Regions from separate parts of the Mus musculus genome. Here region 1 is linked to region 2. Evidence: chromatin contacts called from public Hi-C data. All regions are on one chromosome and are shown on one strand. Each heading gives the region's core, a stretch centred on a gene start, on an enhancer-like site or on the middle of the called end of the contact. The rest is flanking DNA. Distances are from core to core; before and after follow the strand shown.

The links. A called contact is a pair of places that touch in the nucleus more often than the background predicts.
Region 1: a Hi-C map of bone marrow-derived macrophages shows a contact between it and region 2, with 23 read pairs. The contact joins two enhancer-like sites. A contact is called at or near these places in 3 of 484 Hi-C or Micro-C datasets (bone marrow-derived macrophages, nephron progenitors and peritoneal macrophages), 2 of 115 datasets of contacts at active chromatin or transcription factors (acute myeloid leukemia and bone marrow-derived macrophages) and 1 of 9 other capture datasets (bone marrow-derived macrophages).

The regions. Positions count from the first base shown.
Region 1 is chr14:103,998,230-104,004,511 of GRCm38.p6, forward strand. All of the region lies in intron 1 of 4930432J09Rik (RIKEN cDNA 4930432J09 gene), which reads right to left. Among named protein-coding and RNA genes, the nearest start is that of Gm41238, 5.8 kb to the right of the region's middle. Within about 2 kb of position 4,437, at least 1 of the 459 cell types and tissues checked has an H3K27ac peak or open chromatin away from gene starts, as enhancers often do. A contact at or near this core is called in bone marrow-derived macrophages, where this site is marked.
Region 2 is chr14:103,822,055-103,828,065 of GRCm38.p6, forward strand. It overlaps Ednrb (endothelin receptor type B), which reads right to left. Exons shown (of 8, transcript NM_001136061.2): 3 at 1,338-1,450; 4 at 1,001-1,205. All of the region lies in intron 1 of Gm35197 (a long non-coding RNA gene), which reads left to right. Among named protein-coding and RNA genes, the nearest start is that of Ednrb, 19 kb to the right of the region's middle. Within about 2 kb of position 4,082, at least 11 of the 459 cell types and tissues checked have an H3K27ac peak or open chromatin away from gene starts, as enhancers often do. A contact at or near this core is called in bone marrow-derived macrophages, where this site is marked.

The DNA.
Region 1 (6,282 bases), core at 3,187-5,686, 180 kb after region 2:
AAAGCTCCCTCATGAGCCACAGCTTCTGGCACCAGAAGGTGCTATGCAAGCTGCCAGTGTGTGTGGGTGACAACAACCAACACTCCCTCCCAGCTGTGACACAACAATGACAAGCTGGGAAAGCTATCCCTAAGGATGCAACAGTGGCACTCATATTTTTGTGGTGACTAATATCTCTATATCTCTGTAATTACATACACATTCTCCGATCATGTGAATGCTACTTAAATAGAATTTCCGTATCTAGTTGTTAAGTCGTTGATTAACCTATTAGATTAACTTGTAGGTGGTTTTTTCATTAACTTTAACATAATACTGCCACTTTTGTAAATCATACAACAGTACTACATTCTTCAATATTCTCAAGATTCTTTATATAATCCTTTGATAATGCATTCGTAAGTGTCAGTAATTTGAGCAAGACCATATTCTTCAATGGCTTATAGAATAAATTCAGTTATAGATACATTTTAAGAATGATTTATTGATGTGTTTAACTTGTGGCTTTCTTTGGTAGTGGTCTGTTGGGAGGAACTCATTTATAAATATTCTATTATGAAATATCTCTATTAATACAGAGGTTTGTAATTTTCTCATTATGTTATACTATCTTCTTTGCTACATTATTTCGTATATGAACATTTCTTTAAGCACACTAAACTTGTGACTTATAGCTCTGACATTATTTCTTAAAGTACTAATATACACAAAAAATTATCGGGAAGAAATAGCCTTTGATGACTGTGAGAAATATCCAACAATATAGTCTAGAATATTTGTGTAATTCAGAGAAAAATGACTAAAATAGGTCATCCAACTGTAGACTACACAAATTTAGACTTTTAATGTATCATTATTTGTTAAAGTTTCTGAAAATGTTAAGGTGATTTCAATAATACTTAATATGATAAATGGTTTCTTAGGTCAAATGCCCATAGGACCAACTACACATTTGCTAGTAGTTTCTAGCACAGTGTCTAGGAAATACAATGCCCGTGAGGAATACATATAAACAGATCAATGAAGATGGTTATTTTTTATACTTTGTGCCTTTCCTATAATTCATGTAATAATTTCAGATGTGCTTTTTAACTTATACAGACTGCTTTTGTACAACTTTCAACATTATATCAATGTCTGAAATTTCAAATATATCTTTTTTTAATTTCTTTTTTATTAGGTATTTATTTCATTTACATTTCCAATGCTATCCCAAAAGTCCCCCACATGCTCCCCCACCCACCCACTCCCACTTCTTGGCCCTGGCGTTCCCCTGTACTGAGGCAGATAAAGTCTGCACGACCAATGGGCCTCTCTTTCCACTGATGGCCCACTAGGCCATCTTCTGATACATATGCAGCTAGAGACACCAGCTCTGGGGAGTACTGGGTAGTTCATATTGTTGTTCCACCTATAGGGTTGCAGATCCCTTTAGCTCCTTGGTTACTTTCTCTAGCTCCTCCATTGGGGGCCCTGTGATCCATCCAATAGCTGACTGTGAGCATCCATTTCTGTGTTTGCTAGGCACCGGCATAGTCTCACAAGAGACAGCTATATCTGGGTTCTTTCAGCAAAATCTTGCTAGTGTATGCAATGGTGTCAGCATTTGGAAGCTGATTATGGGATGGATCCCCAGATATGGCAGTCTCTAGATGGTCCATCCTTTCGTCTCAGCTCCAAACTTTGTCTCTGTAACTCCTTTCATGGGTGTTTTGTTCCCAATTCTAAGAAGGGCAAAGTGTCCACACTTTGGTCTTCATTCTTCTTGAGTTTCATGTGTTTAGCAAATTGTATTTTATATTTTGGGTATTCTAAGTTTCTAGGCTAATATCCACTTATAAGTGAGTACATATTGTGTGAGTTCTTTTGTGATTGGGTTACCTCACTCAGGATGATGCCCTCCAGGTCCATCCATTTGCCTAGGAATTTCATAAATTCATTCTTTTTAATAGCTGAGTAGTACTCCATTGTGTAAATGTACCACATTTTCTGTATCCATTCCTCTGTTGAGGGGCATCTGGGTTATTTCTAGCTTCTGGCTATTATAAATAAGGCTTCTATGAACATAGTGGAGCATGTGTCCTTCTTACCGGTTGGGACATCTTCTGGATATATGCCCAGGAGAGGTGTTGTTGGATCCTCCGGTAGTACTATGTCCAATTTTCTGAGGAACCACCAGACTGATTTTCAGAGTGGTTGTACAAGCTTGCAATCCCACCAACAATGGAGGAGTGTTTCTCTTTCTCCACATCCTTGCCAGCATCTGCTGTCACCTGAATTTTTGATCTTAGACATTCTGACTAGTGTAAGGTGGAATCTCAGGGTTGTTTTGATTTGCATTTCCCTGGGTTCTCAGAACATGTTAATACATACATACATACATACATACATACACACATACATACATACACACACAAATACATGTATATGTGTATATATATATACACATACACACATATATCCTACATATATCCTACATATATCCTACATATATCCTACAGCTATTGGATACTTGGAGGACATTTTGTTTGTATGATGAAAAATATTCTTCCGAAGTTCCAATTAATTTTATCAAGAAAAGACTATGATATAGGTACAGAATAAAAAAAAGCTATGGTTTTCAAGTAGATGAAAGTTACTCTCACATATATGTGTCTATCTTTGCATCAGAGTATTAAAGGAAGGCATTTTGCAGTTTAATGACTTTACTCTTAATTGAACTTTAACACACACACACACACACACACACACACATTTGTGTTTAACTTACAGAGTAATGGTTTTCCATGCAAAGTTTTCATATATATTTTCCCCAACCTACCTTCTCTCAGTACCCTGTTCTCCAGCTGTACCCTCCCTCCCATTGATTATTGTCCTTCCCCTAAAGTCAGCACCACCACCACCTCCTCCATCACCACACAGAGCCCTTTCTAGTATCTTGAACAATATCTATGTTCCTCCCATTTGGGTACACATTTTTAAAAGCCAGAGGCTAGGATCTAGATATGAAATAAAACATTTAGGAAATTCACCTTTCAGAGCCTGCATTACTTTACTTTACATAATGTTTTCCAGATCCATCCATTTTTTTCCTGCAAATTTCACTTCTCTTTACAGCTGAAAAAATTCCATTGTACACATGGACTATGTCTTCATGACCCATTCATCTGCTCATGGATATCCAGATGGATTCCATTTCTTTGCAATGGAAAAGGATGAGAAACAAATATGGATGCACAACTATCTCTATAGCAGAACTTGAATACCTTTTCATATAGCTTAGGTATAGCTTGGTCTTTACTAAAATCCTAATAGTTACTAAAATTACTAAATTTAGTTTCTCAAGAAACCTCCACACTAATTTCTGTATTAGCTGTACTATACTTTTGTGAACATATCAACTCATACCTGCTGTGACTGCATGCACAAAATATGTTATAAGATCAGGTGAGCAAAATCCTAGCATAGATCATAGAAAGCTTCATGAAGCCCTTTTCTACGCTGTGAAGCCATTGATGACTGCTTGAAGAGTCAGTTTTCCTTAGGGAATACAACTTCTGAGAGGCTACACTGCCTCTAGTGCATCACCCTATGTCCACTCATATACAGGCAGAACTAAATGGATTCCATGGGATAAAAAAAAAAAAAAATCCATGGAGTTTGGAGGAAATAATGCTGGAAAAATAAGGGAGGGATTAGAGACTGAGGAATGGAGCTAGATTTGATCAAAATGCATGTATAAAATGTTCAAATAATAAAAAAGCAAAAGATTATATAACTCTGTTCAAAATAGTTTTAGGTTTTCAATTCTGGAATGCATAGAATACAACAAACAAAACAAAACAAAACAAGCAAGCAAGCAAGCAAGCAAACAAACAAACAAACAAAAAACCCAGGGTCTCACTATGTAGATAAGGCTAGTCTCTAACACAATGATCTATTTGTCAGCCTGCCTCTGCCTCTGCCTCTGCCTCTGCCTCTGCCTCTGCCTCTGCCTCCTCTGCCTCCTCTGCCTCCTCTGCCTCCTCTGCCTCCTCTGCCTCCTCTGCCTCCTCTGCCTCCTCTGCCTCCTCTGCTTCCTCTGTCTCCTCTGCCTCCTCTGCCTCCTCTGTCTCCTCTGCCACCTCTGCCTCTGCCACCTCTGCCTCTGCCTCCTCTGTCACCTCTGCCTCTGCCTCTGCCTCAGCCTCCCAAGTTCTAGGATTAAAGACATGTGCCACTATGCTCAACAAAACTGGGTATTTTCATTAATATGCATATATAACAAATATATATTTAACTTTAAGTGTAATTTTAAAATTAATGCAGAGGCATGAAAGTTTGAAGTATGTATATTTTAGTAAGCTAGTTTTAGTTGGACATCTTCCAGCTGATTAGAGAGGGTTGTCATCCCAAAGAGGAAGTCATTAGTAGTTCACATGATGAAGTGCATTCTTCATGTTCAGTGTGTGGAAGAAATCTTGCTGGTAAATAAATCCACAAAGCTTGAACTTACGGAACTTGTATTATTGATTGTGAAATAATTTTCTTCAATAGGAAACAACTATCCCAGCAAAACTTCATTTAAATACAAGTTTGGAAAAAGTTTTCATAGAACAAAGAGTCAAAATATATTAATGCTTTATTTGTTTAATAGTACATTTTAAAATGTGTCAAGACATTTCAATGAATAGGACAATGGAAAGAAGATGCAATTATCCTAATCCTTACATTAAGTATAATTGGATAGGAATCATATACAGGTGATGAGAGGATTTGGAGCTGTAGAGAAGAGAGACTGGAGGGTATACGTGTTCTAGGAACGCACCAAACCAAGGAGCTGCTCACTAATGAGTTCCCAAGTGTCTTAGTTACTTTTTTATTACTGTGAAGAAATGCCATGATTTAGAAAGCATTTGATGTAGTGGATCATAATTCTAGAGGTTAGTAAAGCCTATGGTGGGGAGCATGGTATCAGACAAAGAGGCAGGCATGGCCTGGAGCAGCAGCTGAGGGTTTATATCCCATGCACAAGGAGCAGGAAGGGAGAAAAAGGCAGACAGACGGACAGACAAACAGACAGATAGGGCCTGTCTTGGGATTTGAAACATCAAAGCTCAACCCTAGTGACACACCTTCTCCAACAAGATCACATCCTTCCCCTGATAGTGCTACTAACTCAAGAGCAAGCATACATTCCAGAGATGGCGGTGAACAATGCAGTCCCCAAAAGCATGGTTCCTCCTAAAATTGTGTGCAGTGACATGGCAGTGACATGCAGTGACATGGCGTAGAAATGGAGAGCAGACTGGTGGTTTCAAATGGCCACTTAGAACATGGAGAGGGAGAGAGTGTGACTATTAACATATGGGTAATATTCCTGTCAATCTGATTATACTAAATGGTGCTCAGCAAATAAACTGTCATTCCTTAGTTTCTCTATGAAGGTATTTGTGGAATATATCAGCATTTGAATTAGTAATTAAAGAAAGAAAAATTGCTGTTGCCCATTTGTCTGGTCACCATCTAGTTCTGACATAGCTTCAAATAATAAGGAATATAAAAGAAGGCAGGGCTCCCTGTATCTCTCTATCTCTCTGTCTCTGTCTCTCTGTCTCTGTCTCTCTCTGTCTCTCTCTGTCTCTGTCTCTCTCTGTCTCTCTGTCTCTGTCTCTGTCTCTGTCTCTCTCTCTCCTTCATCTGAAGCATTCATCTTCTCTGGCTCTGCACCATCACAAAGTAAGGCTCTCTGGTCTCAGACTCCAGAACCTACACCATTGGTTTGTTGGCTCTCATGTTTTTGCCTCAGACTGGTTGCTGCTTTCCTGGTTTTCCACCTTGAGAAAAAAGCACATTGCAGGACATCTAGGCCCCCATATTCTAATACATAGTTACATATATGACTATGCACTGATATTAGAATTTATAAATGTAATTGAAAATTGGTGGCATGAAGTTTTTTTTTTTTCAGGAATAGGAGCATATATCAAAGTTTCTAGCAGAAACACAAGAAAGTCATTTTCTTTTATTACATCTTTTATTTTACATCACGACTCTTTAACTTATGAACGGTTTGAACCTCTAATACCTCGTGTTCGCTTGTTTACTTGAAGTGCGTGAGGAAAAAACAGATATGAAGGTCTTAAAAACTAGAGAGACTGACTACGACATTACTGTTGTGTTACAAAACTTTCTGGTGAGATGCAGCATGTGTCTACTCACAGGGAGCCCACAACACAACAAAATACAGGTAACACCAAAGTCCAACACCATTCAGTCAAAGTGTTAAGGATAGTTCAAATT
Region 2 (6,011 bases), core at 2,832-5,331:
TAGACAACACTGAAAAAACAAATATTTCAAATTTTAGGTATTATTGGTATTAAATATATAAACCTATTTCAGTGTTTAGGTGATGTTTCCCCTTTCAATTATGAGTGTTTAGTGTGAAAAACAGGTATGAAGAGATCAGGGCTGCCACGTAAGTCAGTAGTGTATACCTGAAAGGTTGTTTAGGACAGTGCTTGTAAGTTACACCTTTCCTGTCTTCTTTTCTTCTGTTACCTTTCAAAAACCTTATCTATACAGATATGTTTCTATAGGAAAGAATTTTATGTCCCCAGTGTGTTATTCCCCTTCTAGTAAACTGCAATTTCCTCCTTGACTTTGAATTGGTGACCCACTTTGTTCTTTTACTGATAATTGAATGTATAGTTCATAAAGTTTTTATACTCTTTTACATGTAAAATAGAGAACAATCCTTGATGATAGACCAACCAACCACCTTCTTACTAACCAATCCTGTTAAAAATAAGTCTTATATTTAGTATCTATCTTTTCCCTATTCTTTTCCTATTTTCTGATCAGAAGTTCTTTAGTAGGTGGCCAAAAATTGATATTATTTTGAAAGGCAGATTTTCTTTTAACACCAGAAATGAAGGGTCAGGCTGCCATTCCAAATCCACTAAGGTTAGGCAACTTCTATCTAAACATCTGCTAAACCATCTGCTTCTCTGACAATGTTGGGTTGTCTTGTGTAGATTACACAATAATAATCAATCCTGTGGGACGTTAGACACAAAAGCCATAAAGTCACAGCCATTCTTGCAGGAACTTGATTTATCTGGATCCCCAGGGTGTTCTTGGAGAAGTAATTATCCTGACTCTTGCAGGTTGGGTCATTAGTGATGGTTAACCTCACAGTCTTGGGATCCAAACTCTTAATTTATGCCAAAGGTAGTAATAAATCAATAGCCTACCAAGGTGGGGAACTGGGGGAAATAGTGAAATATTTATAAGGAAAGTGCAGAAAGAACAAGCAAAGTGAACGTACCTGCATGAAGGCTGTTTTCTGAAAGGGATTAAGCATGCAGACCCTTAGGGGCTTTCCTTTGTAGTCCGACGTAATCATATCAAAACCTATGGCTTCGGGGACAGCCAGAACCACAGAGACCACCCAAATTAAAACAATTTCTACTGCTGTCCATTTTGGAACCCCAATTCCTTTAATTCGACTCCAAGAAGCAACAGCTCGATATCTGAAGATATAAACAGAATGATTTGTCTAGCAGGTAGAGCTTGGTTGTATTGAATTGCAAAGTTTATCTCCTAAGTGACATAACAGTTGTATGTTGGATTAGGATCGCCTTGGCCTGAGAATAGACTCTTACCTGTCAATACTTAGAGCACAAAGACTCAGCACTGTGATTCCCACAGAAGCCTTCTGTATGAAGGGCACCAGCTTACACATCTCAGCTCCAAATGGCCAGTCCTCTGCGAGCAACTGCATAGAGGAAACGGGAAGGTCGGTTACGGAGATTTTTCTGAGCTGAGCACTGAGTGCCGGTGATTAACGGCCAGAGGGAAGGAAGAACTGCCCTTTGAAAAGGCACCTGTGTCCAATATAGAACACACTGGAAGTAACACAAGTGCAGCTGGTTTATGAGATTTTTTTTTTATGTGCAGACAGTGGCACAATCAGGCTCTCCTCAGAAAGGCCAATGCCCCAGTGGCTTACTGGCACTTTAGAACAGTGATTCTCAACCTGTGGGTCATGACCCTCTGGATGGGGAGCTGAACAACCCGTTCAAAGGGATCACCCAAAACAAATGGGGAATAACAGATGTTTAAATTACGCTTCATAACAGAAGCACAATTAGAGTTGTGACTTAGCAAGAAAAAGTAAGTTTATGGTTGGGGGAGGGGCGGGGCGGCGTCAGTGCAACATGAGAAACTGAATTAAAGGGTCAAAGTATTAGGAAGGTTGAAGACCACTGGTTTAGAAAACAGAACCTGCATGTCTCATAAAACTGCAAAGCTAAGGTGAGGACCATGTTAAAAATAGAAGTTTTATTAAATAAAAAGTTAGATAGTCTTAAGTGGAGATGACTGGACTGGCCCTGCTCTGTGGAGAGCATCATGAGTGCTCAAGGTTTTGCCCCGATCGATCAGTGGTCCCTTTACTTAACTCAGCTGGAGTAGCCACACCACTCCCTGGATGCACCGGTTGGGTGTGTGTCTGCTACAGGGCATCTGGTCTGTGCCATTTTTTACCCCACGCTCCCACATCCCCAGTCTTCCCACTAAAGATGGCCATGTCCTCTCTCACTTCCCTCAGGACTTGCTCAGATCTCCTCGCTCCACAGCACCTACCTAGATCACATTGCTTCTCCCGCCCCTGACGAGGCCTCTCTATCTCCTTCACTCCCTCCCCTCTTCCTTTTTATTATAGTTCTTACTAATCTTACTGCATATAAAAGTGACTTTATGGCTTGTTTGGTTTTTGCTGTCTGACTCTCTGAAGTGTAAGATGCATATGAGTTCCCCAGTTGCTTCCAATGGTGCCTGAAACACAGCAGATGCTTGGCGAGTGTTCATATGGCTGAAACAAATAGGTACCGAGCAAAAGGACATAGTGCATTCTCTTTCCATATTTATACACATATTTCTCTTTATCTGGCTTCAATGACTGCTATTAAATGGAGCTGGTTTCCTTCTTAGACACTGGGTGTGCCACGCTGGTAAATGAATCATGTAAGGTAGACATCTGGATCTAATATTCATGAGATTTTGAAAATAAAGAGAAATATTTATAATCTATGCGGTTTGAAAAACTCCTTTAGAAATAACTTTACAAAAATGAGAGCTACTCTGAAACACAATTGGAAATTTCTGCCCTTGTACTGGCAACGGAGACTCCAGTGAGTGTGTCAAGCTCCGTGGATTGTTCTGTGGCCGGCATGGTGGCACAGACAACAGTCTGTGTCTCATTACAACTGAGATTGGAAGAATGAACATGAGACCGATTTAATTTCTAAATTAGACATGAAAAAATTACACAGATACATGCAACAAAGGTTGGGAGACTTTCCACATGCGTATTTAATACCGGGGCTTGGAAATTTACAGGGCTGAGCACATTGACAAGCAGTAAAGGGGAAGCCAGTGTAAGCCAGTCACTGGTATCAGGAAGGTAATGAGGGGTAGGCAGCAAGGTTTGGGATAATCTTTATCTAATAAGCATCAGATGCTATTTGTCAAGGAACCCCAAACATGAAAATTCCCTAATTTTTATAGAGAAGTAAGAAATTGGATCTTTATATGAAATCATACAATGTACAAAAGGTACCAGTTGATCCATGTTTTAAAAGACATTATTATATTATGTTGTATTGACTAGGTAGATTCTATAATGTGTATGAGAGCTTCTGGATTAGTAAATTAACTAGTCATTAGTTCATTCAACCAACGGGCATTGAATATTCACCATAAAGAATATTCTGAGTACAAGGCGCACTACTGGTTTCTGTAGAGCTTACATATAACAAGGAAGACACAAACGCATCAGTACTTGAGATGATGTCCAAACAGAAGTAGCCATATTAGGAGAGTGTTGGTGGGATGTGTTTTCTCCATAAGCTTCCCAGTAAGATGTCTCTGAGGACACAACCCAAGTCTGTAGTTGGATAAAGCAATGAGCATACCAGCCATAGAGTATGCTAGGAAAAGAACAGGAAAATGGTGTAATGTGATTTTTAAAATGTAACTTGTTGCTCAGAATGTGGTCAAGGGAAATAAAAAGACTGTACGTCTGTACGAAGTGGTATGGGCTGGACCACGTGCGGCCATGATAACCAAGCCCTCGTGGTGAAATTAATGATTTTTTTAAATTTATTTTTGGGAAAAAATAAACTAAGCATGTTATAGGTAATTGGAAATTTACAAGTTTGGTTTTCAGAACTGTACATCACTATGGGTTACCAGATATTCACTGGTGACAAGAATTCCAGAAATCTTGACTCTAAAAATGTGTGAGGCTACCAAGTTTTATGCCTGTGATCTGCTCTTAGCGCGTCTACAACCATGGCTGGAGCAGCCTTTGAGGTCCTATAGTTACCCTTCCTAGCTGTTACTTCCCCTATGAACTTTCTCTGAGCTTCTACTTCTTTATGTTTTCAGCGTGTACTGCATATTAGGAACCTGACTATTATTCGGGTTTTGCATAAAAATACGGTGAGCCAGCCAGGACTTCTGTGACCCAAGGTGGGATGGTTGGAACATTCACACCAAGTCAGACACCAGAGGGCTACCTGAAGCTTCAGGGGTGCTGTTTGTCTTGGAGATTTCTCAAGATTTTCTTTTCTGGGGGAAAATTGGCACAAAACCGTTTTGAGCAGTGAAACTTCTGAGCTTCAGTGTGCTTTCAGTCTGAGCCAGTTGTGTGAGCTACCTCAGCACTTAGGGCTACGGAATTCTTTCTTCCTATTTGTATTTGGTTTCTTGGGTTTCATACACAGGAACCTTCACGTCAATTTGGCAGAGGGACTCTTGCTTTGAGGAACTATGAGGAACTACTGGGTTTACTCTTTGTGTTCCTCCTCTGCAGGGATCAAATCAGTTGTTTTGTGCGGCGTGTTTTGTCTATCCCTAGGTCTCAGTCAACTCCAGTTTAGTCCTGGGTTGCAGCTCTCCGGTACGGGTTTGACGGACTGGTTTCATTTAGGAGCCTACGAAAAGGAAGAACAGTGTTCCTTAGCAACACTGTTCTCAGTGTACTTCAGGTTCTGGGGGAAATGGCTCAGAAGCAGGACTTTCGGTTATCACCATGCCATCAGAATTGGAATTGGATTGCGAGATAGAAGGCAAATGGAAAGGAGCAGATCACGTAGATGGCTCCGTGCTACTTTATCAGGATGAACCTGCTCAGTGCAAGTGCACAGTGTTGGTTCCAAGATGGAGAAACAGCTTATGTTCTAAATTTACCAATGGTTCTGCCACCACAGGTTTCTCAAACAGTTGTGGCAATTGCTCTGCCCTAACTCTCACTCCCTTTGGGTTAGTATTGAGCCTTCCAGGAACAATTCCACTCTACAATCCTGTCATTCAACGAGGTTTCCTTAGCAGTTTCTGTATGAGTGACACTGTGTCGTGATTAAATGACACAGCAAGTATTTACTTTAAAGACAGACTTCAGAGTGACACACTTCAAGGAGAACACAGTCGACCAGAAAGACAGTGAGGTAGACCATACTTTGGAAAGAACTATGTCAAGAATCTTTGAAAAGCAGTCACTGTGGAATAAGATGTTCTATACTACTTTGCTTCAGGTAAGAGTAGCATCAGGAACAAGACCATGGTCAAGTTCCAACTGTATTAATGAATGATGAGAGATTATTCCAGCCACACAGAGACCTGACTCTAAGAAGGGAAAGCTCAGTCATTGTCTGTTTAAATTATTATTATTATTATTGTTATTATTATTATATTGTTAATGTATATATGTGTGTGTATGTGTGTACATGTGTTTAGGTGTGTATATGTATGTGTGTGTTTGTCATATTGGAGGGCACAGATTTCTTTGAACTGGGTGGAGATAAGGGTAGCTATGAGCTATTGCAGGTATTGAGAACTGAACTCACAGCTTCTGTTAAGAACAGTGAGTGTTTTTAACCACTGTTTTTAACCACATTCGGCCCTGTTGAAAAGTCCTAAATGAGTGGGGCAGTGAGCGGGATGTAAAGCGAATAAATAAAAATAAAATTTTTAAATGGGAAAAGAAACTGTTAAATGAGGTCCTTAATTTTATTCATGAGTTTGCTTCCAACCAGTGTCCCCACAGAAGTCTCCTTATTAGTTTAAGGTTTGAGACTAAGCCCTCAGTGGCTAAAAGGAACAATGGCCTTGGGACCTTGAAACAGGGTAGAAGCTTGGGTGTTCTGCTCACTGCTCACCTGGATTTTAAATATGTAGTGATTAAACACTGACTGTGACCGTATCACACCCGAGCCAGGTTCACCCCATCACAGGCTGACTGAGCAAACTAAGACAAGTGGACAAGCCATGTG